2 separate regions of the Mus musculus genome follow, and region 1 is linked to region 2. Evidence: chromatin contacts called from public HiChIP or PLAC-seq data. All regions are on one chromosome and are shown on one strand. Each heading gives the region's core, a stretch centred on a gene start, on an enhancer-like site or on the middle of the called end of the contact. The rest is flanking DNA. Distances are from core to core; before and after follow the strand shown. Region 1 has its middle 35 kb from the start of Asb13. Region 2 holds the start of Asb13 (ankyrin repeat and SOCS box-containing 13).

Region 1 (7,576 bases), core at 4,016-6,515, 36 kb after region 2:
CTAATGGTCACAAGATGGTTAAACACAACGGGTCACTAAGCAAACCCAAAAGTCATGAATCTAGGAAAGGGACAGATGGGGGAGCAGTTTGGCTGAGTCAAGGAATCACTCTAAAATATTGTCAGCCAACAGTTAAGCACAAATTTGTGATCCTGAGTTGTCAATATGCACACATTTTCTGTTTTCTTTCTGTCTGTCTGCCTTCCCTTATATATATACATATATACTTAGATATAATTTATACAATATATTATATATAATGTATAATATATAATGCATACCTATATATTAAATTTATAAAGTTATCTTATATGTTATAAATTATATTAATTATAATATTCATATGTTAATTATATATTAAATATACATTTAAATGTAGGAGTTCTCTGTCTTCGTCTACATCTACTTCTGCATCTACACCTACATGCCAGAAGAGGGCATCAGATCTCTTTATAGGTGTCGTAAGCTACCATGCGGTTGGGGGTGGGTGGGTTTGACCTCAGCACCTCTGAAAGAGTAGTCAGTGTTCTTAAGCACTGAGCCATCTCACCAGCCTGCACAAGAGTTTCTTAATGATTTTGGCCATGCTCTGAAGGACAGGCGGCCCAGACCTTAATTTGTAGCCAGTTTGCTGTTCAAACATTTGGCCACATGGAGGCACCAAAGCACCAGTCTGGTCAAAGTACCCTCCTGTCTGTCAACTCATGGGAACTGGTAGCTGGGGTTCTCGAAGTTGCTTGGGCCTGCTGGTGTTCTTCAGATGTCCCTCACTGCTGTCCAGTTAATAGTCCATGCAACCTCTATGGCTCTGGGACAACGGATACAGTTGCGTCCTAGTAGTTGGAGGTGGACAGAGATCTCATGTCATAACTGAGCTAATTGACTTTAGGAGAGTATTACCTCCACGGCCATTAGACTATTTACTTGAAATACTAAGGGTTCAGATAAGGGACACTTTCTGTTCTCGGGGTTCTGTTTTTGTCTTTTGTTTTTTTAAAATGAAATTTAAATTTCGAGACATTCCCCCAGCTTTGTAGAACTACAATTGACAACATCCTGTAAGGTTTAGGGGTACAATGTGATATTGTGGTATGTACCTGCTGTGCAATGATCACTACAGCTAAAGTAGATATTGTGTCTGGTGTGGTTGGGAACCCCTTAGGAAGACTCAGCCAACTTCAAGGTTACAACACATGGTTCTTAACTATAGTCACCAGGCTGTGCTTCAGTGCTCAGGGGGCTCGTTCATTCCGTGTAATGGGATTTTTTCACACTTTGGCTAATTCAGTGTGCATGTGTGTGTGTGCATGGGTGTTTATCAGTCAGTCAGTCTGTCTGTGCACGTGTATGTGTGTGCATGTGTGTGTGTCAATCTATCAGTCTGTTTCTCTGTGTGTGTGCATGTGTGTATGTGTATGTGTGCACGTACGGTGTGCTTGTGCGTGTGTCTGTCTGTGTGCATGTGAATGAGCCTAGAGTATTGATCCTCAATCATTGCCTATGTTTTTCATTTAATTTAATTTTAGTTTTATGTATATGTGTGTGCACATCCATATGTGCCAAAGCCTGAGGAGGTCAGAAGGGGCATCAGATCTCCTGGAACTGAACTTACAGAAGGTTGTGAGCTGCCGTGTGGGTTCTAGGCGAGCACAGTAAGTACTCTTAACATTTGAGCCATCTCTCCAGCTCTTCCATGTTAGCTTTTGATACAGTGCCTCTCCCTCATCCTGGAGCTCTTAACATCTGGGCTGCCTCTCCAGCTCTTAGCTTTTAATACAGTGTCTCTTCCCCATCCTGGATCTCCAACTGGGATAGGCTATTGGTTCACTGAACCCCAGGGATCCTCTGTCTCTGCCTTTCCAGTGCTGGAATTCAGTGTGTAATTATAGCCAGATTAGAAAAGGTTTATTTTTTATTACTTTTAGTTGTGTGTATGCATAACTAATATGAGTGTGTCTGTGTGTAGGCATACACATGTGATTAGAGACACAAGCAGTGGCCAGAAGCATTGGTTTCTCATGAGCTAGAATTATAGGTGGTTCTAAGTTGCCTGATATGTGTGCAGGGACTGCAACTCAGGTCCTCTGGAAGAGAGGGATGTTCTCTTAACTGCTGAGCCATCTTTCCAGCCTCCAATTCAGATTTTAGTCCTGCAGGAAATAGGCCAGGGCTGAGCTTCTGGTTCACAGAACCTCTGGGTTCTGATACCTGTTTGGCCTTTCCCTTGCCTGTGCGACTTTAGGGAAATCACTACCTTTGTCTATTGCTAGCCCTTTTCTGTTGGTGTGCCATCAACCTGTCTGAGAAAATATAGTCTGTTCCAAGCCTGTGAGCCGAGAAAGGCCTTCCATTGGAGTCTGTTTTGGGGGATGGTAGTCGGAGATGACATCAGTCAGAGATCTGAAGTTTCCAGAAGTTTTGCTCTAGGGGTCAAGTTGAAGTGGTTGGAAATAAGGGTGGGAGGGTGGCTGAGTTTTGGTAGGGAAAATATTCAGACCAGAACAGACCAGAATAGAGATCTGTCTGGACACAGATTCCACACATTCCTTGTAACAGCACAACAGGCCAACGATACAACAGAAACTCTAGGTGGCTCTGTTCGGGCACCTTCAACCCTTCCCTGGCAGATGAGCAACCTTTCATGTAAAGTGCCTTTTACATGGGCTGGAGTGATGTCTCAGTGTTTAAGAGCCCTGGCTGCTCTTGAAGAATACTTGGGGTCAATTTCCAGCACCCACACAGGGGCTAACAACCTTGTGAAACTCCAGTCCCAGAGTTTCTGACACCACCCTCTTCTGGCTTCCAGGGGCACTACATGCGCATGGTGCACAGACATGCATGCAGGTAAAATATCCCTATGCACAAAATAATAAAATAGAATTTAAAGTGCTTTTTAGGACTCTGTGGATTGTTTTGCGTTTAAGCATCTAGATCTCTCTCTGGGTCCCTGCCTCTGAGCAGTGGTTCAGAGAATCACGGGAACTTTTGACTGGAGACACACAGTCCTAGATCACACCTTCGTCTGGAGTGATTCTGTCAGTCAAGGATGAGGGGTCCAAGAATTTGTATTCTTTTAGCAGAGGTACCCAGAATACTATGGCAATGGGAGGAGGGACTGACTCCTTCTCACTTGTGGGTGTGTTCCCGGCCCTTTGCTCTCTTTTGACTCTGCCTTCTGATTTGAATTTATATCTTAGAATATTGTAATTCTGGAAAAGGGATGTAAAAATAGCAATTCTTTGCAAGCAGTGTTTTCTTGTCTTCTGTTTAGTCTAGGGTGGTGTGCTGGCTGTTCCAGGGCTGTGGTGGAATGCTGCTGGTGACATGTCCCCTAGCTCCGCACAGCCATCCCTGTGCACACAGCTCGGATGATCTTGCTGTCAGTCCTAAGTGTGGGGCTGGTAGGGTGCCTCCAAATGCAGGGTTGACCCAGGATACTCATTTCTTTGGTCCCCATGGGCTCCATAGACTGGAACTGAAATTTTGCTTTTGTATTATTCTAGAAAAGTGAGAAATGAAGGACTCCTGGTGTGTAAAATGTAGTCTGAGCTTAGCACAGTCCAGGATACAAAGTAAGTGCTTCAGATGGTCCCTCATGCATGATACACTCCTAGTCAACACTGACCGTAATGCTCTCTCTAGGTGGTCTTCTTCACTTTCCTGTTATTGCTCCTGAGATTGTATGGTACTCTCTGGCTGCTCATTCTCTTTATCCAAGGCCACTTGTGAAGGTTAGTACTGTCAGCTTGACAGAATCTAGGCTTTCCCAAGAGACAAATCTCCAGGCATAAGTGTTAGAGAGTTGCTAGACTGGGTTAACTGATATGGGAACATCCACTATAAATGTGGGTAGCATGATCCTATGGGACGCCTGGGGACCTGACTGGAATAAAAAGGAGAAATCAAATTGAGCAACAGCATCCATCTCTCTTTACTTCCTGATTGTGGATGTAATGTGACCAGCCATGTCACATTCCTGCAGTCACGCCTCCTGCACCATTGTGGACCGAACCCTTGGACCAGGGACCAAATAAATGTTTCTCTTCTGTAAGTTGCTTTTGTGAATCTTTCTGTTACAGCAATCAGAAAAGTGCCTAGTACATTTTCCTTAAGGCTGGGCACTCCTCGGAGGAATACTGGCCACTTTCCCCAAACCTGTAAATTCTGTTTTCTCCATGTACTCTAAAGAACCAGTCATAACAAGTTTATGGAAACAGGAAAGGGTAGAGTAAGTCAAAACATGCATTTTGGTCTCAAAACAAACCCAGAAACAGATTCACTTCCAAACCATTTCAAGCTATGATGTGGTAAGGCTCAGATGCATGGCTTGTGGGTTCTGCGTCAGTGGGGTCGTTCCCAGCCTTGAAGAAGGGGTCAGTGTTGGGAGTTTACAAAGATGGGGGAATGCAACAGCAGAGGAGATGGTCCCTCATACTGGGGCTGAGAACTTAGTGTTCCCACAGGGCTTCCCACTCTGAGCCAGCCAACAGAGCAGTGCAAACAGCCACCTGGGAGAACAGGGCAGATGGCCTCTCCACTGCGCTGACTGAAAGGCAGTCTTTTCAGGCATACTGCCACACTCCTTCTTTTCCTTGGCCCTCAGGTAACCACAGCCTCTCTTGAGATGGCTTGTTGGTGGCTTTTCCTATTGAGTCTTTGTAGAAGCTCCCCCAGCCTATTTAATTAGTTAGCCCTTTCTTCATAGGCCCCAGGGAGAGTGGGGCCAAGGCCCAGAAACACCCCAAGTCCTGGCTTATTCACATCCTTCTGCATAGAATTGCCCTTTCTTTCCATTTGCCTCTGCAGCCTGCTCTTCTACAGCCAGGGGCATGGTGCTGAGGTTGATGCTGTCTGCTCAAGTGCATGGCCACTGGCTGTACAGTGGAAAGGCAGGCATGAGCTCTTCCTGCAGGAGGAATGACCTGGTGGAGGGTCAGAGGACTCTCTGCTCTCTGACCTGTGAGACCTGGACATGGAACTTATCACTCCCTTCTCAGCACAGGGCTGGGAAGCCCATTAGGTTGAGCAATGGCTCTCCTGAGACCGTGTTTAAGGAAGAAAGAGGTAGAAAGATTCATTCATCCATTGACTCACAAATCCATCCTTTCAGCATTGAGTGGGGGACCTATGTCATTCTAGTCTCTGTAGATTGACAGGAACACTAATCCAAACAGCTGGCTCAAGATAGTATGGGGCTCTGTGCTTGGGGCTGTAGTGGCAGCCCTGAGCTCCAGATCAGCCAGACTGCAAAACTGTGGGGGAAAGAACAGGACTGGAGCCTTGACCCTTGGCCAACTGAGGCTGCAGCTGTTACTGATTACCATGCCTGCCTCATCCCTGGAGGGCTGGCTGCCCTTTCTCCAAAGAGGAAATGCTGATGCCTCCCACAAATTATAGAGAAAAAGTACAAGCTTGTGGTTTCATGGAACCAGCCAAGTCTGCCTCCGAGGCCTGGGCCTTGTGAGCTGGCTCCTTCCACTGCATGTTCAAGGGCCTGGATTGGGAGAACACTATCGAGGATTCAAGCACACGACTTCCTTATCTCCTGTCCTTGTTGAACATGAGCTGCTTTAGAAGGGTCAATGTTCGATTGGCCTCTTCCATACTTGTGATGAGAAATGGGCTACCAGAGACTTTCAGAGCAGGGAGGTCCTTGCCATGTTATTTAACTCTCCTAGCTTCTGTTTATTCTCCAAGGGACTTATAGGATAGCTGTACTTTTGCCTCCAATATTCTTGTGTGTGTGTGTGTGTGTGTGTGTGTACACATTTGTTAGCAAGTACACATGTGCATGTTGAAATAAAACAGATGTCAGCCATCAGTCTTGTTCCTTAGAACTTATTCACCTTCTCCTCTTCCTCCTCTCCCTCCTTCTCTTCCTCCTCCCCTTCTTCCTCTTCCTCCTTCCCTTCCTCCTCTTCCTCCTCTTCCTCCTCTTCTTCCTTCCCTTCCTCCCCCTCTTTCTCCTCCTCCACTTCCTCTTTCTCCTCCCTCTCTTCCTCTTTCTCTTCCACTTCTTCCTCCTCCTCTCTCTCCTCTTCCTCCTTTTTTCTGAGATAGATTCTCACACTGTAACCTGAGTTTGGGGAATCAGACTAGGCTGGCTGGCCAACGAGCCCCAAGGACCATCCTGTTTCCACCTCCTCAGTACTGGGATTACAAGTTCTACACTACCATTCCTGGTTTTTTAATGTAGATTCTGGGGATCAACTTTGGGTTCTCATGATTGTCTGGCAAACATTTCATTGTTTGAGCTATATCCCAGCCCAAACTTCAAAAATTCTTTCAAAGCTTTCATTATTCGATTGAAAGAAAAACAACCAGCATCTAACTAACTTTAGTGGAGCCCTATAACATGCAAAGTGTGGTTCTAAGTCTTTTCCATGGATTAAAATGTTAAATTCTAAGACTATCTCAATGGGCTAGAAATTCTTGTGACCTCCAGATCATGACTAAGGGAATCGAGTTCCAGAGAAGTGCAGAAATGCACGCCAGACACACACTGTTTAAGGCCGACCCTTAGGATTCCCACGGGGACACTAGACCCCAGAACCCACACTTTAATGGAGTCCATCTCCCAGGGAGGGACCAACCATCCAAGGCTGCCGTCTTCCTTTAGAGTGCCACACTGGCTTCCTCTTTAAAGGAGAATTCTGAGTTCTGTCTTGGTGCTACCTGTAGAGTGACAGACAGTATATGAGCTGTCTGGCTGCAGGGCAAGGACCTTTGTTCTTAAGTGTCTTCAAGGTACACTTTTTTATTATTAATTATACCATTTTGATTTATGCCTTGAGAGTTTCATACCTATAGCAACACTTTTTGATCCTATTCACCTCTGTTCCTGCCTCCAACCCCTCCCCACTCACCTTCCACACCCCTCTCCTATTTCTTTCTTTCTTTCTTTCTTTCTTTCTTTCTTTCTTTCTTTGTTTGTTTGTTTGTTTATTTATTTATTTATTTTTAAATAACCCATCACACTTATTTAATGCTGCTTATATATTCACGGGTGTGGAGTCCATCCACTGGAGCATGATTAACACACCAAGGGCCACATCCCCACAGAAACTGGACTCTTCCTCCCTTGGGAACCACCAACTGTCAATAGCTGCCCAGCTAGAGTTAGGGGCTGATGAGCCTGTTTCCTTCCATGCTGAAATGTTGACTAGCTTCATCTTGTGCTGGTCTTGTACAAACGGCCAAAGCTATTGTGAGTTCACGAGCGCAACAATTCTGTCAAGTCTATAGTTCATTGTTTCTCTCCTTAGTCTTCCCAACTTCTGAGTCTTACAACCTGCACCCTTCCTCGATGGTCTGTACAGATGTTCCTCTCAGGGCTGAGCACCCCACAGTCACATATTTCCCATACTTTGAGGTACTTGTTTGACTGTTTTGAATGTCTCTTACTTACATGCTGCCTCTGGAATGCCCTTTACAGGGTGAATCCTTCTGCCTGTTTTAGTTTTTTTTATTTTTTTTTTTTAAAGATTTATTTATTATTATAATTAAGTACACTGTAACTGTCTTCGGACGCACCAGAAAAGGGCGTCAGATCTCGTTACGGATGGTTGTGAGCCAC
Region 2 (7,651 bases), core at 3,339-5,838:
ACAAGAAGTCAGCCATGATGTGATAAATGCAGGACTTAAAGCTTTGGAGTGGGAGAGAGAATGTTGTCCTGGAGGCCACTCTGGGAACTGATCTGACTCAGCTTCGTCAAAGTGGTTTATACTCATTCATCCTTTAGCCAGTTATACATAACAATTAATTTCTCGTGTCCTTGCTATACCCTGTTATTGCCAAACTTTAACGTTGGTGCCAAGTAGACAGGCATAAAATGGCGTCTCATTGGCCAACCAAACATCATTTCTTTCTCTGAGAATTCCCATTTCTATGTGTTGATTAACAGTGCACAACCTTCCACCCCCACCCACTGCTCTTTTGTCTTTTTCCCTCACTGTTCTGGAGACCTTAGCTTAAGGCAGGGCTCAGACTGATGCTTATCTCATGCCCCCAGGGGCCTTCTTTCTTTTCTTCTAATGATTTATTTATTTTATGCATATGAGTACACTGTAGCTGTCTTCAGATACACTAGAAGAGGGCATCAGATCCCCTTACAGATGGTTGTGAACCACCATGTGGTTGCTGTGGATTGAACTCAGGACCTCTGGAAGAGCAGTCAGTGTTCCTAACCGCTGAGCCATCTCTCTAGCCCTATGCATGCATTCTACCTTTTTACTTGTGTCTTTTGTCCTTCAAAACCTTCTGGTTGTAGTGTAGCTAAAGTAACTAATTATTCCCTCTCTGCCTTTGTATTTGTGTGTCTTTTTTTTTTTTTTTTTTTTTTTTTTTTTTGGTTTTTCGAGACAGGGTTTCTCTGTGTAGCCCTGGCTGTCCTGGAACTCACTTTGTAGACCAGGCTGGCCTCGAACTCAGAAATCTGCCTGCCTCTGCCTCCCAAGTGCTGGGATTAAAGGCATGCTCCACCACGCCTTGTGTATTTGTGTGTCTTATATAAGAAATTTTTATTATGGTGACACAACAATCTTCTATCATTCCATTTTCTTGGAATTTCAGGTTTTTCACACCTGGTTTAACCCACCTGGAACTAATTTTGTGATATAAAATTTTTATCTTTTTTAGTATAGAATGGCATTGAGTTCAGCAGAAGTTGTTGATTGAGTCCTTTTTCTTTACTTGTTAAATGTTTTCTGTTAAATGACAGTTCTTCCATGTGAGTTGACCTATTTCTAGGCCCCTCTCTCCAGCATTCCATGCTATCATACTGTTTCAGCTTCTGTGCCTCAGGGTAAGTTTTGGATTCCAATACGCAACCTAGCCCTTCAAGATATCTCAGTTCTGGGCAAGCTAGTGCATGCCTGTAATCTTTTAAACTTGTGAGGCAAGGAGGGAGTGTGTGTTTGAGATTAGCCTGTCACAACACAGTGATATAGTGCCTCACTGCAGAAAAACAAAATGCCAACTATCCCTCCAAACACCAAACCTTAGTTCCCGATGTGTGGGAGTCTCTCCAATTAGCTGCTATCATCTTTTCAAAGTCTTGCCACAGAGGTATGATTTTGAAAAACGCATAGAAAAATAACGGGTGTGCTGTATTGTTTTAGCTTTCTATATTTGTGACAATACTTGAGAGGACAACTTAAATGGAGAAATTGTTTTGGCTCATGGTTTCAGAGGTTTCAATCCATGGCTTGTTGGCTCCATTCCTCTGGGCACAAGGCAAGACATTCAGGCCATGAGGATACAATGTAGAAGAGGAAGCTATTCACTTCATAGTGGACAGGAAGCACAGAGACAGAAAGTGGCAAGGTCCAGGGCAAGATGGATACCAAGGACAGTTCCAAGTGACTTATGTCTCTAGGTAAGCTCAAGTCCTTGTAGGCAAGTCCAGCCTACGGCCATGGGCTGCATGGGACCAAAATATAAATGTGACCCAACACAAAATAATAAACTTAGATACACCATTATGAATATTTTGAGACTTGATTTCACAGTTCTGGGGCATAAACTCTATATGACCTTGCTATATTTCAGTGTGAAAAGGCTGGACATTTCTTTGGGTTTCTAGCCCTTCTCCAAATAATACCATCAGCTTGGGACCAGGGTTTTAGCACATGAGTATGTGGAATATATTTTATATTCAAATCCTAAAAGTAGTTAATTTAAAAATTCACTAACTTATTCAATAAACGACTGTGCTAAATGAATATTAGATTTTTATTAATATTGTACAGATACTTTAATAGGTTAAAAAGATAATGAGTTTAACATGCAATTAAAGGAGATTAATTAATACAAACATGGATAAATGGGTTACTATTTAGTAAATATTTTGGGAATAATTTCCTTTCAGTTCAGAGAACTCTTAACTTAAATCTTATATTTTCTTTCTTTACAGAATAACAAATTTCAAGTCAGTCATTCCGTCAAAGAATATAATGAAAAAAAAACAGCATAATATCCATATTTTGGTCCTTGATGAATATATTTTGGCTGTTGAAGAAAAAGGACTGTGGTAGTTTGAATATGCCTAGCCCAGGGAGTGGCACTATTTGGAGGTGTGGCCTTGGAGTAGGTGTGGCCTTGGAGTAGGCGTGTCACTGTGGGCTTGGGCTTTAGAACCCTCATCCTAGCTGCCTAGAAGCCAGTCTTCTACTGTTTGCCCTCAAAACAAAATGTTGAACTCTCAGCTCCTCTTGCACCATGCCTGCCTGGATACTGCCATGCTCCCACGTTGATGATAATGGACTGAACCTTTGAACCTGTAAGCCAGCCCCAATTAAATGTTGTCTTTAAGTTGCCTTGGTCATGGTGTCTGTTCTCAGCAGTAAAACCCTATGTAAGACAAGGACCTATTTTAGAGAATGTACTTTTGAATATGTAAACACTTTAAAAAAGGGGGTGGCTGCTCATGCCTTTGATCCCAGCACTCGGGAGGCAGAGGCAGGCGGATTTCTGAGTTTGAGGCCAGCCTGGTCTACAGAGTGAGTTCCAGGACAGCCAGGGCTACACAGAGAAACCCTGTCTCGAAAAACCAAAAAAAAAAAAAAAAAAAAAAAAAAAAGAAAAGAAAATGGAAAAAAAATGATTGCTTAGGAAACCTATAACAAACATTTATATAACACATGTACAATATACATGTATATATTCATATGTGTTCGATATAGCCTATATTCACATTTGCAGAATCCGTGTCAGGAAAGAAATGCTGAAGAAAATACAAACATGCAGACCTACCACACAGACAAGAAGGAATACCGAATCACAGAATCTCACTGCAAATGTGTGAAAATGAAGCCTATTTTTATCTGCCTAAAAACGTAGAAAACTTGCAAAGAAGCATGTGCAAGACCTGAGAGATGGCTCGGTCGTGGGCTTGCTGAGCCATCTGACAGGACCAGAGCTTGGATTCTCAGAGCTCAAGAAAAACTGGGCAATGTAAGCTGTCATTCATAATTCCAGCAGTCTTGCACCGTGATGGGAGGAGGAAGTGGACGGCTCTCTGAGAGCCCACAGGCCTGCCAGGTGCAGCGGTGAATAGGAGACCCCGTCTCAAACAAATCAGAAGGTCCTCAAGGACTAACACGGACTGTATCCTCTGACCTGCAAACACACATGTAGTCACATACACTCACATATACATCAAACAAAGCAAAACCAAAACAAATGCCCCTGCAAAACAAAACAAACAAAAACAAAACCACAAGAGCCAAAATTTGATAAACAAATGGCCAAATAGATACAGATCCTTTTACTAAAAGATTTGGAATTTTATTCCAAGGTTTATTCCAGAAGTTCGGGTTCCCAACAGATACCATTCAAGGTCTCCTAAACCTGTGGTCCAAGGTGCAGATGAAGTTTCCGGCCATCCAAGCATCCTTACCTCAAAGGATGACTTCTAGTGCTATTTCCAGTGATTCTGATGTTATCATGTTCAAGTCACGTTGTATTTCCTCCGTGAGCCTCTGTACTGGTCAAGATGAGAGTGTCTCCCAAGTATCTCACGTTTTTGGTTGACCTGGAACCCCCTGGGAAGACTGGTTTCTCCTTTCTGCTAGGTTGCTCATAGAGCTCCAACTCCTTCTGCTAAACTGGTTAGTGAAACACCTGATTAAAACCATTCACCAAGAAACGTGGTTTTCTTCAATGAATACCAGCTATTTGAAAGTTAAGATTTATTTTGAAAGAAAGAAAGAGAGGGAGGGAGAGAGGAAGGGAGGGAGAGAGAGAGAGAGAGAGAGAGAGAGAGAGAGAGAGAGGAAAGAAAGAAAGAAGTTAGGCATTTTGATCACCATCTTCAGTGAAAACGTTTTCTTCAAAGTTTCAGGCATGAAGAGACTGAATACTTTGCTCAGCGGGATCAGTGTAAACCACAGAAGGCCAGTTTTGGCAGCTAAACACTTTTTGCACATGGGCACGCGTTTGAGGAGCTAAACATTTTGCATACGAACGTATCTTTTAGCTAGGACACCGGGATTTAAGCTTTTCTGCCAAACACAGGAGTTGTTAATGGACGTATATTCACTGGTGTCAACACGGACACATATTTTGCACTCTTCTGATTTGCATGTCACCCTTCAGCAGTGACAGCGGAGTGGGGACGCTCAGGTGGCACGCGGCGGATACAGAAACTACAACTCCCAGCGGTGGCCATGGTAGCAATCAGGCCCCGCCCAGCGGCCTGCGCTCCGGGGTAGGTCTCGGTTTAGGTCCCGGCTCAGGTCCCAGAGCTCTGAGTCACAAGGCCGGTAGACAGGGGAGCCCAGCGGGCGAGCAGCATGGAGCCGCGCGCCGGGGACGGCTGCTTCCTGGGAGATGTGGGTACGTGTTTCGCGCCGCAACCGCCAAGGACACCACACCGGGGCTGGAGTCAGGACCAGGAGATCAGCACTTGGGGACAGAGCAAGCTCATGGGTGGCCTTTGTCCCAGAGATGGGCATCGCGCGCCGTTCCAAGTTGGTGGTCAGAGGCGTTGGGGTGGGGTGTAGTGATTCGAGTAGGGCCCGGACGATCCTGGTCATCTCAGACCGACGTTTAATGTCTGTCGCCCTGTTTCTAGCCGGTGCACTGTGCAGCTGGTCTTCTCTGTGATGCACCAGGTATGGGATTCAGAACCGCCAGTCTACCAGAGCACCGCACACTTTGGGGAGCATGCGGGGTCGTTGCCCAATTCACCCGCAGAGTCTGGAAAGTGTACACTGGTTGGCAGCCTCATCCGGAGCCTACTGCGGTCACTGCACCACGTTTGGTGCAGTGAATTGCTTGCGGGGCTTAAAGCATCCTACACATACCCTGTAGGTTGCAGCAGCTGCAACCAGGGAGTCTGCTCCAGAATGAGGTCATGGCCCAACACTGGGACATACCTGGTGCTGAAGAAGTGTCCTCTGTACCTTTGGGCTGTTTTAATCCATAAAATGAATTTGAAGGCAAAGGAGCATTCTTTGGAGAAGTACATTTTTTTTCTTGTTTACAAAATAATAATATGGTAAATAGAAAGGACAATGACATTGTGCTTCAATAGCTTGAAAATAAATAGAAGAAAGAAAGCCAAAATGTTCCTTTATGTGAGTTAAAAAAAAAGTAATGTAAGCCGGGCATGATGGCGCACGCCTTTAATCCCAGCACATGGGAGGCAGAGGCAGGAGGATTTCTGAGTTCGAGGACAGCCTGGTCTACAAAGTGTGTTCCAGGACAGCCAGGGCTACCCAGAGAAACTCTGTCTCAAAAACCAAAAAAAAAAAGTAATGTAAAGAAAATCGAGTTAATTTAGCTGCAATTTATTATGATTGTAATTACAATCATAACAAGGTAGATAGATCTTTTAATTGATTTCTTCAAAACAAACTCCTTCAGAACAATCAAAGCCTCTTTAATAAGCACCTGTTTTTCTTGGCACCCTTGGCTGGCACAAGACTTTGACCCTGATAGCGTGGTCACTATTTGATTCGTGTGACTAGGCAGTGGATGGCTAACCACAGAAGCCTACTAAGCATACATTTTTTTGTTCAGATAGGGGTTAGTCTGGCATCAGAGCCTGGCATGAGGGCTCTTACCTGTAATCCTAACCCTCAGAAAGTAGAGACAGTGGGGCTGTGAGTTCTAGGCCAACCTAGGCTATATGTCACAATATTTTCTCTAAATATTTTTTAAAAACACCACTCCCAAGTATATTTTCTGCATAGCTTGTGGAGAAATCTTTTTTTTTTTTTTCCTAGACGGGGTTTCTCTGTGTAGCCCTGGCTGTCCTGGAACTCACTCTGTAGACCAGGCTGGCCTCGAACTCATAAATTCGCCTGCCTCTGCCTCCCGAGTGCTGGGATTAAAGGCATGCGCCATCACTGCCCAATGAAAATCATATTCTTGATTAGCGGGTGTTAGGGTTCTTGGCTATTTTTGACACTGTAATTTAAAAAATTTAATATGTGTCCCCAAAAATGTGCCCTGCTGGTATTTGTATTTCTGGCTTAAACTGAAGGTGCTGGATCCAAAACAGTACCACTGTTCCAGTAAAAGTGGAACCCACCACAGGGAACTTTAACTGTAATATTCTGACTTCTAATATTATATTCCTGCTGAATGGTAACCAGAATATTTATGTATAGCACTTTTAGATTACTTTCATTTGCTTATGTAATTTTCTCTCGATTTCATGAGGTCTTTTTTTTTTTTTTTTTTTCCTCGAGACAGGGTTTCTCTGTGTAGCCCTGGCTGTCCTGGAACTCACTTTGTATACCAAGCTGGCCTCGAACTCAGAAATCCGCCTGCCTCTGCCTCTGCCTCCTGAGTGCTGGGATTAAAGGCCTGTGCCACCACACCTTGGCTTCATGAGGTCTTTGGAGAGAAAGGAAAGAAAAGATCTTCCATGTGTTATTAGGAACCCTCTGGCTTTACCATTTTTATCCCTGTGACATGTTCAGTCTTAGCAAGGATTCAGGATGCTTTTCAAGGCTTAGAATGAAACTTTGAATGGTTAGAATGAAAACGTGGGGCTGGTGAGATGGCTCATCGGTTAAGAGCACTGACTGCTCTTCCGAAGGTCCTGAGTTTGAATCCCAGCAACCACATGGTTGCTCACAACCATCTGTAATGAGATCTGACTCCCTCTTCTGGAGTGTCTGAAGACAGCTACAGTGTACTTACATATAATAAATAAATAAATCTTTAAAAAAAAGAAATTGTTTAATAAAAACAGGAATTCAAAGAGAACTTGTTGACAAACAAGCTTGAAAGCATACCGGAGGCCGAAAAAGTTTAAAGAAAATAATAGTCAAGTAATAAACACGTTTATGAACAAAACAGCACGTTAATATCTTTTCTGTAACATGGCCCTGTGAAAAGTCACCTCCTTCACAAGAAAACTAAGGTGGCTGGTTGCCAATGAAGCCTTTTCTCAAGTTCTTCAGAATGAAGAAAATAAGCCAGGCCTGAAAGTTCTTACTGGTAATCTCAGCTAGGTGGCCCAGATACGCTGTGAATTTAAGGCCAGCTCAGGCTACTACCAAGGACCTCTCTCAAAAAGTAAAAAAACAAACAAGAAAAGATACTTGGCTTGAAGCCCAGGCTCGCTGTGTTTTGTGATCGAACTGTGGGAACTAAGGGAGTGTACCCTCACTTAATAAACATACCAGGATGACTAAAGGCAGGGAAGGAGGGCGATCACGTGTTCTAGGTGTTCTAAGTGAGCTCCTTTTCAGCAGGGAGAGGAGTCGCTCTTTCTGCGCCCCGCCCGCCTGTCCGCCC

The links. HiChIP or PLAC-seq counts read pairs in DNA pulled down with a chosen protein or histone mark.
Region 1: an HNF4G HiChIP or PLAC-seq map of pancreatic cancer cells shows a contact between it and region 2. The contact joins the enhancer-like site here to the promoter of Asb13 in region 2. A contact is called at or near these places in 1 of 39 promoter capture datasets (macrophages), 2 of 15 datasets of contacts at CTCF or cohesin (CD8 T cells and the NIH/3T3 cell line), 3 of 115 datasets of contacts at active chromatin or transcription factors (embryonic stem cells, forebrain and pancreatic cancer cells) and 2 of 9 other capture datasets (adipose tissue and pancreatic islet).

Annotation. Positions count from the first base shown.
Region 1 is chr13:3,664,931-3,672,506 of GRCm38.p6, forward strand. No RefSeq gene overlaps it. Among named protein-coding and RNA genes, the nearest start is that of Asb13, 35 kb to the left of the region's middle. Within about 2 kb of position 5,266, at least 64 of the 459 cell types and tissues checked have an H3K27ac peak or open chromatin away from gene starts, as enhancers often do. A contact at or near this core is called in the NIH/3T3 cell line, adipose tissue and pancreatic cancer cells, where this site is marked.
Region 2 is chr13:3,629,444-3,637,094 of GRCm38.p6, forward strand. It overlaps Asb13 (ankyrin repeat and SOCS box-containing 13), which reads left to right and starts at 4,589. Exons shown (of 6, transcript NM_178283.4): 1 at 4,589-4,732. The coding sequence starts at 4,690.